Regions from separate parts of the Mus musculus genome. Here region 2 is linked to region 1. A link is a contact called in public Hi-C data. All regions are on one chromosome and are shown on one strand. The core of a region is the stretch at or near the end of the contact, and the rest is flanking DNA. Distances in the headings are between cores, read along the strand shown. Region 1 holds the start of Dsel (dermatan sulfate epimerase-like). Region 2 has its middle 60 kb from the start of Gm32810.

Evidence for each region. Hi-C and Micro-C count contacts between places; a contact is called where the count stands out from the background.
Region 2: a Hi-C map of Sertoli cells shows a contact between it and region 1, with 3 times the contacts expected there. The contact joins the enhancer-like site here to the promoter of Dsel in region 1. A contact is called at or near these places in 15 of 39 promoter capture datasets (the 3T3-L1 cell line, the HPC-7 cell line, HPC-7-derived erythroid cells and 10 more), 2 of 484 Hi-C or Micro-C datasets (Sertoli cells and embryonic limb bud) and 7 of 115 datasets of contacts at active chromatin or transcription factors (embryonic hindbrain, embryonic limb bud, embryonic stem cells and 4 more).

Annotation. Positions count from the first base shown.
Region 1 is chr1:111,861,765-111,866,446 of GRCm38.p6, forward strand. It overlaps Dsel (dermatan sulfate epimerase-like), which reads right to left and starts at 3,154. Exons shown (of 2, transcript NM_001081316.1): 1 at 2,331-3,154; 2 at 1-1,876. The coding sequence starts at 1,039.
Region 2 is chr1:112,354,114-112,358,950 of GRCm38.p6, forward strand. No RefSeq gene overlaps it. Among named protein-coding and RNA genes, the nearest start is that of Gm32810, 60 kb to the right of the region's middle. Within about 2 kb of position 1,853, at least 5 of the 459 cell types and tissues checked have an H3K27ac peak or open chromatin away from gene starts, as enhancers often do. A contact at or near this core is called in Sertoli cells, where this site is marked.

The DNA.
Region 1 (4,682 bases), core at 1,904-4,403:
AAATGAACTTATCCAAGAAAACTAGCTGGCTCTCTGGACCATAAAACCAATTATAATTGGAATCTGCTATGCCTACAGTTCTTTGATAGCCTGGCAAAAGTGTAGCATAATAAAACCAAAAATGCATTTTTAGCCAGTTATTATCAAAGTTGTTGATGTTAAAATGGCGTTGTGCCAAAAAAACATACTGTGTAACTGATTTTGAGGTATAGCTTCCATAGGCCACACCTTCATCCAATGAGCCATCTACAATATGCTTCAAGAGAAACATAGTCTTTTCCATCACATCAACAACAACTTGTTTCCATATGTTTGCTTTAGATCCTTTATCTACTCCAGTAACCAAGGCCCCTATGAGTAAAGCTATCATATTTGTAGCTTGATGGTTATGAAGAAGTTGTTTGCCCCATGATCGAATCTTGGAATATTCATACATTTCCTCAGTAACAATCCAAATTTTTTCTAGGTATTTTTGTTTACGCTGATTACCTAATAGATTATATAAAAAGTCAAAGGCAGTGGCAAAACCTGTTAAAGAATGGCCAACTGGAACCTCATCCCCTGGTGCATTCTCAACTAGCCAGTCTTTGTAGCTAACCATCCGATCCATGTATTCCATAACAAATTCAAAGGCAACCTTGTCTTCTGGGCATAATAAACAATACAATGCTAAAGGAGGAAGATTATTACCATAAATTTCATTCCACTTGGCAGCAAACTCAGCATGCTTGGGTGGAGGTAGGTAGTATGATGGATTGGACAGCATAATTGTCACTGCACTTTTGATAGCTCTAAAAATATGCAAATGGCTTGTACGAGACTTTTGTTTCAATGTTTGTATATCTCCAGCATCAAAATATAAATTTGGATGAAGTCTTCGGTTGAGTTTGAAATCTTGTATTTTCTGTGACTTAAGCCATTGTATATCGTCTGTGAAAACTGCCCATTCAGAATAATTGCTCACAGATTCTTCACAAGTAGAAAAACTACACATCATCAATGTTAAAAATAGTAAATGTTCTGTAAACATAAACGCCATGATCCATGGGGAAGATCTTTTCCTTAGGCATATGTGTTAAGCACAGTGTTTCCTATCTGGTTATTGTAAATTATATATTAAAGATGTAGCAAAAAAACAAAAACAAAAAACAGACTATACCTCATAGGCTGTGAAATCCAGGTGACATTCAGCTTATTCAAAGCAAGAAAAGTTAGGAAATTATATAGCATGTCTGTGTCCCTGGCACAGGTTTGCTTCCAATAAAATAAAATTTCAAGGAATATTAATGCCTCCAATGTCTCCAATGCACAGAAAACAGTGGTCTAGTCAGAAAATACAACAAATCCAACATTTACTCCCTGTGTGTAAATCTAATTAACATGTGAAAAAGAAAAAATTTTTTAAAATTCCAAAATTCAAATGAAGCCATTTGACCACGTAGCACAAGAAACCATCTGTAGTGATTAACTTACCACACATAAATGGTATGTTTCTGTATGTTCCCCAAAAGAAGATGATAAAGTACTGTCATTCTCAGAGTGTGCAGACTTCATTATTTTTTTCTCAGAGTCTGAAGCATAATGATTTCTCAATTGTTTTTTCTTCCATTTTGGGGAGGAAAATATTCTGAACAAATGTTCAAAGTCCTACATGGTTGATAAGGGACACTGAAATTTCTGCCTTCATTTCAAACGTCTTTTTAAAGCGTTTCCAAATATCCTTTTATCAAGTTTATCTGTACCTGTAAAAGAATGTAATTTCTTCAATGTCTAGATGCTCTTCTTCCAATCATGCCCACATCCACCAAGTGGGTAAGAAAATTCCACTTTCACAACACTGAAGTCTGTTTTTTGTTCATTTTCGTGTCACTCCTCTCTGGGAGAAAAACAAAACAAAGCAAATTTCTAAGACTGAAAGTGGAGATAAAGGGATGATTTATGTAGTTTTGTCATTTGACAGAAATGTGAGAATCAAAGTAACATATTTCCAGTCTAACTTTTTTCTAATGTTTTTTCCTTATATTTGCAAACATATTTAGATTCTAGTTAATATTGGCAGAGAAGAAACAACACAAGTTATATTTCAGTGTTTTGTTTTAGCTATTTAAACATGTTTCTATCCACAAGTAATCACCATAAAGATGAATACAATATTCTTGCTACTTTGGTTATAAAGGTAAAAGTCAAAATGACCCTTTTAAATTATGGCCCAAAGTTTAGCTTTTAAGGAATGAAAAAGTAGCTTCACAAGACAAGTCACTTTTTTTTTGGACAAATCACAAATGGCAGTTGGAAGGCAGAAAAAAGGCACTGTTGACTCAGATGCTCACCTGTGGCTGTCGTCAACATCCTCCCCACGAGCCGCCAGAGGGCGTTCACACCCAGGTTTAAGGAGCAGGCCTATCCTTTGCCCATCTTGGATTTGGAAGAAACTCACCAAGTTTCGATCTTAGACAAGTCTCCTCCTCTGTAGGAAACAAACACTTCTAGTAGTTCCTGACTTGACCCGCCTGTTGCATATTTTAATTCCTTTCTTCAGAACGCATCGTCCTTCTGCTCCAGTCCCCACTGTCTGACCTGTGGCTGCAACGTGGGGACTAGAGAGACCTCTAAATGGCCAAGTCGGCTTACCTCAGGCCGCCTGCAACAGGATCTTCAAGCGGAGCTGGGCCCCAACACAGGCGAAGGCTGCCAGTTCAAGCAATTGAGGATTTTTTGGAGGCGGGCCTACGGAAGCCAAGAGCTCCGCACGCCTCCGCCCGTGTGCTGCCAGGGACTGCACAGGCAGCGGCCGGGCTGGGTCTCCTCAGCTCGGGCGTCGTCTCCTCAGCGCCCCGACTCTTGGGGGGTGGCGGGGTGGGGGGCTTCCCTAGAGCGCGTGCTTTCCTCAGCGCCACAGTCTCCGCTGCTCCTCTGGGTGCGGAGTCTCCTCAGGGCCGGATCTCGGGGATGGAGACTCAGACACACCCGCCCTGGAGGAACGCCAGGCGCTGGCCGGCGCGGCTCTCTTGGCGGGAGGCCACCCGCGGGCGGCGGGTGATCTCCAGGCGCTGTCTTCAGCGCAGCGACGGTGACCTAAGGCCTGATGCTGCCTAGACCGGCGCTCCGCCGAGCTAGCTGGAGCCGCCTAGCCCACGGAGGGCGGAAAAAAGGCGACACGTACTGGAGGGCGGGGCGGGGTCTGATCCAGGGAGGCGTGTCCAGAGGCGGGGTCTTAGGAGCAAAACGCCCGCCTAGCGGCCGGCGGGCCTGGGCGGGGCGCCCCGCAGAAAGGCTGAGGCCAGGGAAAGGCCTGAGCCGCCCGCGCACTGCCAGTGGGCGGGGCCAGGCTTTAACTCTATGCAGCAGTGTTTCAGTCAGCTTGGCAACTGCTACTAAGACAACCCAGTTGGATTTCAGGGAAGTTTGGAAGTCCCTTTGTCTTTGCATCTGTCTAGGCTGGTGTTCTAACTTTTTGGATATTGAGAGAAAACATATGTTAAACATCTAAACGTGACAAGGAGTTGTGATTACAAATGATGAGAGAAACTCTTGGGGGATGGGATGAGTAATGACTGTGGCAGGAGAATATTCAGTTACCCTTAAGAGCTGAAAAAGGACTCTATAAGCACTTCTTTGAAATTCTGAGGCACACTTGCTGACATTGCTATCATAGACAAACAAACCCAAAATATCCAGATTAATATAGTAGGAACAACTTCAATAGCCAAATGTACTAGTCATCTCTACGGATTGAAAGTTTCTGCTAGATTGAAGCAAATATGGGACAAGCAATCAGTAGAAAACTGTTTACTGTGTTTACTTTCAAACCTGCACCACATAGGCATGTGAAATTTGAAGCTTGGAAATTCAGTCGCAGAATAGACTGAGATTTTGTTCACATTGTACTCACTCAGAGCACTTTCCACAGTCTTAGGTTACACTTGGACATAGGCCAACCTATAGTCTGCTCAATAACTTGGAGGTAGTAATACAAGGAGCTGTCATGGTTCACTGGTTTAAACTTCATCCCTAGATGTGGATTAGTTAAACTTCAGTTTTCTTCTAACCCCTATTATTTGCTAAAATGCACAGCTGTATTCTTAGGTGGGAAAAGCAGTTGTTTGAATGACAAGAATAATAAGAAAAGATAACTGATAAAGTTAACTTGAGAGCATGTAATTATAGACAAACTACTCTTATATTTGCCCTGGTTGGAACTGTGTCCCGGTCTAATAGCTAAAGTAAGTTTTCCTTTGGCCCCTCAATAATTGAAATATTCTATACCTTCCTCCCAGTGTCTGTCCAGTCATCCTACCGCCAAAACCCTTCCCAAGTAGCAACTGCAGTTTTCTCTGAATGGAATTTTCTTATCTTAGTCTCCATTCGTATCATTAAATTCCTCATCACTTTCCCAAAACAGTTTCAACAAAAGGATGTTTTTCTCTGCATGAGTCTCTAAGGTTTTCTATGGATTACTGTCTCACCTGGTTCACTACTTAACTCAACATGAAATCTATCTGCCTGTGGATAGTAAGTACCTTTGCATGAGCTGTGGCTGGGTTTGAAACTAGTTGATCTTTTGACAGTTTGGCTTTAGGGAACTTAATCACCTTTACTTAAAAGTCATTGGAAAGAAAATGTTTTCTTTGCAAACTTCTCATAAACATCTGAAGTGTTTTTCTCCCTGGCCCCAGATTGGA
Region 2 (4,837 bases), core at 603-3,102, 490 kb after region 1:
CTCCCCTCCCCCTGCTCACCAACCTACACACTCCTGCTTCCTTGTCCTGGCATCCTCCTATACTGGGGCATTGAGTCATAATTCCAGGTTATTTAAATTATTTGTTTAATTTCATGTAGAGATGAGGTAGGTCTCTTTGTACAGACAAGTCTAGCCTGGAATGTGGTATTTTGTGCACAGCACATTAATTATAGTTTCCAGGTGTGGCTGTTAAATGCTTCTTCGCCACATACATACATACATACATACATACATACATATATACATACATACATACATACATACATATATACATACATACATACAATAATCACTCTCAGGCAATGTCTAGTCAAGTAGGCAAAGCTGAAGCCACCACATTCCTACAGCCTTAGTTCCTGGATCAGCTAGACTTCAGAATTTTGTCATTGAAGCCTTCCCCAGCAATTTTTAAACTTGAGTTATAAGGAAATTTTAGTTCATACAGTTGCCATACCATAGTAATCCTTGAGACATAATTTAAGAGATTGTAAAGGGATTAAATTATAAATATCCTAACTGAAATTCAAAAATGAATCTAGAAAAGTGAACAGAAGAAGAAGGATAGAAAGTTCAACTTGCATTTGCAAGTTCCCATATTTAAAATCTCAACTGAATCTAAGAAACTAGCATGTAAATTCCCATGTAATGGTCATTTATCATTAAAAAGAACTATAGCATATTTAAATTTTCTAAATTGGAAATACTGCTGGTTGGCTCCATATGGTTTTTGAATTGTATCTTGGGTATTCCGAGGTTCTGGGCTAATCTCCTCTTATTAGTGAGTACATACCATGTGTGTTCTATTGTAAGTAGGTTACCTCACTCAGGATGATATTTTCTAGTTCCAACCATTTGCCTAAGAATTTCATGAATGTATTGTTTTTAACAGCTGAGTAGTATTCCATTGTATAAATGTAGCACATTTTCTGTATCCATTTTTCTGTTGAGGGACATATGGGTTCTTTCCAGCTTCTGGTTATTATAAATAAGGCTGCAATGGACATAGTGAAGCATGTGTCCTTATTACATGTTAGAGCATTTCCTGTGTATATGCCCAGGAGTAGTACAGCTGGGCCCTCAGATAGTACTATGTCCAATTTTCTGAGGAACTCATTGTGGATGCCAATAAGTACTTGCTGACAGGAGCCTGATATAGCTGTATCCTGAGAGGCTCTGCCAGTGCCTGACAAAAACAGAAGTGGATGCTCACAACCAACCAGTGGACAGGGTTCCCAATGGAGGAGCTAGAGAAAGGACCCAAGGATGTGAAGGGGGTTTGCAGCCCCATAGGAGGAACAACAATATGAACCAACCAAAGAGTACACATGGAGGGACCCATGGCTCCAGCCACATATGTAGCAGATGTTGGCTTATTTGGGCATCAAAGAGAGGAGAGACCTTAGGTCCTGTGAAGGCTCGAACGCTCAATACCCCATGTAGGAGGATGCCAGGACAAGGAAGCAGGAATGGGTAGGTTGCTGAGCAGGGGGAGGCAGGATGGCATAGGGAGTTTTCTGAGGGGAAATGAGGAAAAGGGATAACATTAGAAATGGAAATAAAGAAAATATCTAATTAAAAAAAAAGTCAAGTTGGGCTAGATCTTAAGGTTGTCTTCCATGAAACTCCTACTATGAGAGGAAAGTGTAGAAAGAAGAGAGTAAAAAGCCTGAAGCACATAGAATATGAGACAGAGGTCTAAGTAAATAACTTGTGCTGCCACAAAGACTTACGGAGTAGAAAAATGCTATTCTGGAGACAATGATGCTGGTACAAGCTGCTAGATTGTATGCTATTGTCAGAAATATGACTCATTTAACCTAGAATTCACTATCTCTACTTGCCATGACCTTCAGAAAGACTGGCTGTCTTCTTGGCAAACAAAACTGGCCAACTGGCTATCTGCCCTAGACTTTTGTTATTCTGGAATACCTCTGTCCTTACTTGTGTAAAAGTGTAAGTTGTATAAAATGAAATCATATTTCTTGCTGTCATAGTTAATGATAAAAATAAATAAATAAAAAGAACTAAAATCATTAGACTTTTTGGAAAGTAGTTTTTCCATTTGCCTGCTCAGCCCTTGTACTGATCTTTTAACCTAGGTTAAATATTAATAAACATTCACAATGCAAAAACTAAATGTACTAATAATTTTCCTTTGGGGAAGCCCAGCCCAGTCTCTCTCTGAAGGACAAACTTCCTTTTGCTTTGCCAAATAAACCTCTGATTAAAATAACTGAATTCTTTATTTCTTTCACTAAATAAAACAAGAAATTTACTCCCAGGTGTGGTTCAGCAGCCTTTAACCTCAGCAATCTTATGTAAAGGCAAAGGAATTTCCAAGTTCTAGGCCAGCTGGTCTATGTAGGAATTTTCAAGCCAGTCAAGGACACATAGTAAAACCCCATTTAAAAAAAAGAAAAGAAGAAAAAAAATTCAAGGTAGATGTTTCTCTGCAATTTTCTGAATAAACTCAATTTTAATGTTCGTTTGGTCCACTTTTTAAGAAAAATATAGCAGTTTTAATTGGGTGATGGCCAAAAATAATAATTCTTCTTTCAAATGCCAAAGACTTATGAGACTCATTTATTAATGGCATTTTCATCTTGTTTTTTAAGTGAATCAAGCTGCACTGCTTTCATCTCTTGATCATATACATGTAAGAACTTCTCAGTGTTCACCCCTCTGTTTCCAAATTCATTCTGATTTAAATTAAACTAGTGTGCTTTAAACTTCATGGAAAGTGGTCAAGTATTGAAATCTAAGTGCTACACTCATGTTTTGTTTTATTAATAATGTCTTGGAACATTTCATATGTCCCAGGAAATTGGGACCATAAATCCCTCAGTCGTAGGTTTGCTCACAGTAAAATCAACAACAGCAACAAAACAAAACAAAGCAAAACAAAAAACAAAAACAGAAACAAACAAAGACAAAACCAAAACCCCTGCTTGTGTAGTTATGACATCATGCTATATTATGTTACAGAAATTCTATTCAGCAGGAACCTAAACTCATATATGTTATCTCTTTAAATATGATTTATGAATAGCTTTTATACCAATATCAAGATGACTAAACATAACATTAAGCAACATGATTTTTCAATGTACCCCCCTTTGTTTCATTTCTTTATTCACCTTGAAATACAACCATACCTAATGATAAAAAATACTGTAGACTTTTGATTAATGTTAATTAATGTTAGTTCACAGGATAGAAAATCTTTTAGATTATATCTATGCCATGGCTCACAATGATAGGTAGGTTATATTAAACATCTAAGGAAGCAATGACTAGATAAAAACAACTTTAACTTTTTTCTTGTAAAATTATTTAATATTGTTAGATGTTCAAGAAATCTATCCTGAAAGATACTCTGGCACCTCACATGCCTTGTTTTAAATATGTTTCAGTGTATCAATGCTGTGTGAAAAACAAGTGAAGGTGCATGCAAATCCCTGTCTGACCTATTTTTGATGTGAGCTATGGAGGTGGAAGAAGTTCACAGCCAACCCCTTTAAAACACCAATTTATCAGGGAAAGTGAAGTACTCAGTACAGGTACATTTCTTTTTCTTTCAATCATTCATCTTCTTTTTAATATTATAGTATAATTACATCATTCCTTCTTCTCTTTTGTCCCTCTAAGACACCCTCCAACAAAAATTTGGTTTTGATTACGTTTGGTCTCTACCACTGAATTTCTGAATCAAGTTTTGAGACTTCCTCTTTTTGAGTTGAAGCTTCAAACTAAATATTAAAATTAATGAAAACAAAGTTTGTAGCTGGGTAAAAATCCATTCATGATAAAAGATAGAATAAGTATATTGAACAATTTTGGGACATGAAATTTTTGGGCATAGAGGACTACACAAACTGATGTATGTACAAACACAGTGCTTTAGTTTACAATACTTTATTTTATTTATTTATTTATTTATTTATTTTTACAAAAAGATACAGGTAAAATCCAAAATCCCATAAGAATGCATACTAGAATGAGTAAAACTACATATGTTAACATATTTCTTTGTATTGTCATGAAGGTAACAGATAAAGAAATGCTAGTGTAACAAATGTCTTATTAGAGACAAATGTATGAGCTTGTAATTATCTTAAAAACTTGGATACTAATATTTAGGAATATTATCAACATTTGCTTGATTAGTCTGTACTATATAAGAACAAATTTCTTTGCTTTCACCAGACAGTGCCCAGAAGCAATCATGTTACAGTATTACAGAATCTCCACAAATTAATCAAATTAAAAGAGCAAAGATTATTTATACAAATAAATAAACCTGGAGCTGGATAAAATATATAGATGATGCCCCTGAGATATTTGGTGTCTACTAAGAATTGTTTTAAACTTTAATAAATGGATATGGATGTATGAAGAAAATAATAAATAAGCACAAATCAAGAATCAAACTACCTTTCTTAAAAGCTTAATGTGAATGGGATTGTATAATTCTAATGATATAGTTAATTAAATTTAATTTCATTATATTTAATTTAATACTTCATAAACCTATAGTTCCATATTAGTTAAAGAGTAGTTAATGATTGTCAAAATAAATAATTACAAATTGTATGCAAGTATGCAAATTTCATTCATATTTATTGATTTTAACCTAAGCTCTTGATTCAATGCAAAATATAGTCACACTAATATAGCTTAGAGAACAAAGGCGATTTTAAATACTTAGTCAATGTTAACTATAATGTTATTCATATTATCAGAGGAATAGTTTTTTCTTAAATGTTGTAATATTAAAAATGATAAGTAGTAAGTCCAAGATATACCTTTCTGAAAA